Regions from separate parts of the Hordeum vulgare genome. Here region 2 is linked to region 1. The links are chromatin contacts, called in public Hi-C maps. All regions are on one chromosome and are shown on one strand. The core of a region is the stretch at or near the end of the contact, and the rest is flanking DNA. Distances in the headings are between cores, read along the strand shown. Region 1 has its middle 150 kb from the start of LOC123439756. Region 2 has its middle 6.2 kb from the start of LOC123439756.

The links. Hi-C and Micro-C count contacts between places; a contact is called where the count stands out from the background.
Region 2: a contact with region 1 is called in a Hi-C map of seedling, with 4 times the contacts expected there. The contact joins two enhancer-like sites. A contact is called at or near these places in 2 of 6 Hi-C or Micro-C datasets (leaf and seedling) and 1 of 1 datasets of contacts at active chromatin or transcription factors (embryo).

Annotation. Positions count from the first base shown.
Region 1 is chr3H:173,220,537-173,223,236 of MorexV3_pseudomolecules_assembly, forward strand. No RefSeq gene overlaps it. Among protein-coding and RNA genes, the nearest start is that of LOC123439756, 150 kb to the right of the region's middle. Within about 2 kb of position 1,350, at least 3 of the 3 cell types and tissues checked have open chromatin away from gene starts, as enhancers often do. A contact at or near this core is called in leaf and seedling, where this site is marked.
Region 2 is chr3H:173,369,051-173,371,750 of MorexV3_pseudomolecules_assembly, forward strand. No RefSeq gene overlaps it. Among protein-coding and RNA genes, the nearest start is that of LOC123439756, 6.2 kb to the right of the region's middle. Within about 2 kb of position 1,416, at least 3 of the 3 cell types and tissues checked have open chromatin away from gene starts, as enhancers often do. A contact at or near this core is called in leaf and seedling, where this site is marked.

The DNA of each region.
Region 1 (2,700 bases), core at 100-2,599:
AACCGTATAGCTCTTTTGTACCAATTAATCATTGTATCAAACCCATATTTATCAAATTACCTTATTTATCAAACCATATTACCTGAACGCCGAGGGCTAGTTGTGTGAGTTTGTATGAATTTATGATGTCATATTTAAAATGTTTGGTTGTGAGCAGATAAATTTACAATTCGACTGGTCAATGTTCACGGACACGTCACATTTGAAGGCTCGATTTGGAAGTTCGGACTGGACCCAGCTTATCAAGTCCGAGGTCGAATAAAGATTCTTGGATTGATTAACGCGAACAAACACATACGAAGGGAAGCAAGCCCTTTTTCTGGCCGCGGCGGTGCAACCGAAGGCGCCGCTCGGTCATCCTCCCCGTGTGCCGCGGGTGGGCAAGAGCCAGACGCGAGCATGTGGAAGAAAAGTCACGAGCCGGAAAAGAACCAAAGCGGCGAGCACACTAGCCGACACGCAGAGCGCGTCGTGGACAAGGACGCGGCCCTCCCATGCCCGAGACCGCACAAGGAAGAAAGAAAGGATGCCCCCTCCACCTCCACCTCCTCACCCACCCACCCACCACTCTCTCGCGCGCCTTCTCGCGGCCGTGCGCGCGCGCGAGAATATCGCGCCCCGAACGTACCCCCACCCGAGCCGAACGTGTGACCAGTGCTAGTCCGCTCGTTACGCGGCGAGAGAAAGCGACGGGTCTCGTCGTCTCGCCCCGCGCCTCGCTTCTTTTTCTCTTCTCCAGGGGAGGGAGCGTCGGGGTGGGCCCAGGTGCCCGCGGCACGGGTGGTTGGGTCTAGATCTCTCCAGAAAGCGGAGAAAAAAAACTCACGGTCGAGGGGACACGCACGGGCAGGCGAGATGGCGAGAAGCTTTCCTCTTCTCTTCCAAACAGACCGCGAGAAGTCGGGGGATAAATCGCCCGGTTGGTGTAAGCCGGTTCGTGGTTAGGAAGAGAGAGAGAGGGAGAGAGAGAAAACAAATGGCTTTATTCATTATTGTTTTGATTTGCTTGGGGGGGTTGCCGGGACGTGGACGGGAGATGGAGCGATCGACACGACACGACCGGAGTACTACTACTAGTAGTGGTGGTGATGGTGGCGCTCGTGGGAGCTAGCCGATGCTTGCTGGGGTTGCGTTTGAACGGAGCACGCCAGGTCGCCGCCGGCCACCATTTTCTTTTTCTTTTTCGCGGCGAGGAAAAACTTTAATCTTTGTGTGTGTGAGAGAAAAAGAGATATTCTTTTTAGACGTCCGACAATCGCTGCGGCAGTAGCAAGGTACAGTCACCTGCGGTGAGCCTGAGCGAGACAACACCTCATCAAGCGCAGCACGGCAGGGGTACTCTCTTCTGGAATTAATGGCTCCACCTGTGATGCGTGTCATCATTTTCTTATCCTTGTGGAATGGGCAACCGGGCCAGGGCCACCGGATTAATGGCCAGTTCATGTCGCTTGCAAGTGGCCGCCTCACAGGAATCACCTAATTACTCCATCTATCTCTTCATTTCTTCTTTTTCCTTTGTTATTAATCGGCAAAACAAAAGCCACCTATGCTCCAACCGAATCGTCCATAAGGATGTTGTTGAAAAAAAACTAGTAGTAGTATAGCAACATTTTCGTACAATGTGCTTAGAGCATCTTCGGTCGGGCCGGTTAATTTGGGCCACACGACGGTTGAGACTCTTCGTTTGTCTACGCAACGAGTAACCCCTATTTGTTCGTCTCCAAATGCATATGCATGCATATTCACGCAACAACGTTCCGTTCTTAAATATAATTCTTTAAAAAGGTTTCACTAGTGGACTACATACAGATGTATATAAACATACTTTAAAGTGTATATTCATTTATTTTGCTTCGTATGTAGACTCTTAGTGAAATATCTTAAGGGTGTGTTTGGTTGGAGGGATAGTTTAGGATGGTTGTGGGTATCCCCAACCAGGTGGCTGGGGATAGCCTTTTTTTTGTTTGGTTGGGAGCGTGGGGTTACCCCATTTTTTGTTTGGTTGGGAGGGTGGAATCCAGCCGCGCCGGCCTCCTGCCGCCGTGCCGCCCTCCTGCTGCGCCGGTCGCCCCAGCCGCGCCGCCCTCCTGCTGCGCCGGCCGCCCCAGCCGCGCCGCCCTCCTGCTGCGCCTGCTACGCCGGCCGCCCCAGCCGCCCCGCCCTCCTGCTGCGCCTGCCGCCCCGGCCGCCTCGCCCTCCTGCTGCGCCTGCTGCGCCGATCGCCCCGGCCGCGCCGCCCTCCTGCCGCCGCATCCTCGCTCGAGCTCGGGATCCAGAGGAGAGAAACAAAGTGTGCGGGGTGGTTGCCACCACCCGCTCGTTTTTCGCGGGTCTCCCCATCCTTGTTTTTGAGGAATATTCGGGGTATCTGGTTGCCTCTATCCTCCTTTGCCCCAGAACCAAACGGGTGGCAGCCACCGAAAAAAAGGCTATCCCTGTCCCTAAGAGGATATCCCTCCAACCAAACACACCCTAAAAGACTTATATTTAGGAACGGAGGGAGTAGATCATACTCCCTCTGTTTCTATAAATATAAAAGCATCTAATATAGAAGCATCTACCAGCCCTCGTATCCGTCTTAGAGGGTGTTTGGTTGGGCTTCGAGCCAGCTTCCGGCTTCGAAGCCAAAAGCTCCAATTTAGGGGCTTCCGGCTGTAGTTGTGGCTTTAGGCTGCGGCTGTGACAAGGCCGGAAGCTACA
Region 2 (2,700 bases), core at 166-2,665, 150 kb after region 1:
GCACCGTCAGGGTGCAGTAAATGCTTCGTCAGACCCTCCTGGACTTCATCAGGAGAGTGTTGACACGTACCCAGGTGTTTCGACACCTGGTCGTTGCACTGGCACGCAGTGGATGCGCTGGCACATCAGGTGTCGGTGGTGTTCTTGCCGGGGGAGGTGCTTGCCGGGCGAAGGGTCATGCCGGGCCTGCACCTCGTCGGGGCCTCGTCTGTTCTTCCCGGCAAGGAATGCTTGCCGGGACCTTGTCTTCCTTCCTGACAAGGGGGTGCCTGCGTGGGCCTTGTCTATCTTCCCGGCAGGGGCTTCATGTCGGGGCCGTGTCTTCCTTCCCGGCAAGGGGGTGCTTGCCGGGGTCTCGTGGTTTGTTCTTGGTGTGACTTGGACTTGTCTCCCTCTGAGTCCCACATCGTGCCTTGCCGCTGTGAGGGCTGCCGGTGTCCGCGCACGAGTCTGGGGTACTCGAGACCCTAGTCTTCAGTGCACCGACAGAGGGATTCACCCAATCCTGTGAAATCCACATCCCCTTTGGGGCTGGAAATCCATCTACACCAAACAAGGCCTTAGGAATTTTTATATATGATCTGAAAATTTCCATCCACTCAAACCTTTTCTAGAATTCCTTTGTTTTTTCTGGGCTATCAAACATCCTTTCAAACCTTGAAAGGTACTATAGGACATGTCATCCTATTCTAATATTTTTTATTCCTGCGAATCAAAGAGGCCCTAGGTGTAGTACTACTTTAGTGTGATGTACTTCGTACGACTCAAAGAGGCCCTAGGTACTGAAATTAGTAATACTTTTTTTGATTTTAGTGTGATGTACTCCCCCCGTTTCTAAATATAAGTTTTTTAAGATATTTCACTAAGTGAGTACATACGGAGCAAAATGAGTTAATCTATACTTTAAAAGATGTCTATATATATTCGTATGTAGTTTCGTAGTGGATTTTTTTTTAAACTTATATTTAAAAACGAAGGGAGTAATTGTATGTAAGAAAATATTTTAATCGTTCAATACTAGTACTAGCAGTCATAGCTGGGCTAAGCTATGACTGCAGGCAGGCTGGCACATTTGACCGTCCCGTCGGCTAGCTAGCAGCAGCTTTGTGGTGACGTAGGCCACCATGTGCGTCTGTGTGTGTATGGTTGTCGTCCCCTGGTTGATCATCAAGCTGGCGGTCGACGACGAGATCTTACCGCCGGCGCCTGAGGACCAAAATTGTAACTATATACGTACAGCACAAATATTTTTACAAAGCGCTGTTGTGCCCGTGGCAATTGCTGACCACCGGTGTCCATCCTCTGGCTTGGCGATAGCGAGATGCGTGGACCAATCACCGGCCCCGATGGCGATACCCATCGGCTATGCCAGCCAGCCAGCACGCGGCATGCATGCGTGGTCAGGTCAGATCAGGTTAATTTTGCGACTAGTATTCGGGCATCATTAACGTTGGGATAGAGAGGTCGGACCGATCGGGACTCCTCCCGCGGATCCACGCCGGAAACGGCCGACAGCGACGGCCGATCGGCCGCTGCAAGATTATTTATACGGGAAGGGAAGGGAGTGCGGTTCAATTCATCACGGGCAAACATCATTTGATTTTTTATAAATACTAGCAAAACCGTCCACGCGTTATATTAAAAGAAAATATATATTTATACTTTTCATTGACCAAGACCATATTTTACTGCATCATCGAGATACAATATCACTTTTATTTTTATAAAATCATGAACAATTTTTAGAATCATGAAAAAAATAACTCATTAACATATTTGAAATCATGATTTTTTTTTCAAATTGGTTAACATTTTTACAGATTTTCGAATTTTTTTTGGAATGGTGAACATTTTATACTATTTGCAAACATTTTTTTAGTTGTGAACATTTCTTAAACCATTTTTTGTTGAATCGGCGAACATTTCTATAACCGGCAGACAATTTTTAAAATTCTCGATTTTGTTTGAAATGCATGATCATTTTTTGACTCAGTAAAGATTTTATGAATGAACAACTTATTTTATAAGTCACAAATGATTTTTTTTATTTTTAGAAAAAATTAAATTCATGAACATTTTTTGAATTGGCAAAATTTTGTTCAATTTCATTAATATTTTTTAATACCCGAACTTTACAAAAATCATAAAACATTTTAAATATTTATTTCTTAAAATTTGGAAGTTTTTCTAAACATGCAAGTATTTTTTTTTAAATAGAGAACATTTTCTGTACCCACAAGCATTTATGAGTTGTTGAATATTTTATTTCGAAATTCTCTTTCTTCAGAACTTAGTTGAATTATCAAATTATTTACAGTAGTAAAAAACGAAACTAAAAAGTAGTAAAAATAGAAAACGAAAATACCTGAACTTTTTTCCAAAAATAAAAAGGCCGCCCGGAATTGACATTTTTAATACCTAAACTTTTATAAAAATCATAAACCTTTTTTGACTTCTTAAATATTTGTTTTCAAAATTGTGAACTTTTTCTTGAATATGCGAACATTTTCGAAAAATAGCAAACATTTTCTGAACCCACAAACATTTATGCATTGTTGAACAGTTTATTTCAAAATTTTCATTTTCTTTATTTTCTTGAACTTTTTGGAATTATCAATTATTTAAAGTCAAAAAATAAAGATGGTACAGGAAAACGAAAAATAAAGACTGCACGAACATGGTTGGGCCAAACAGGAGCGT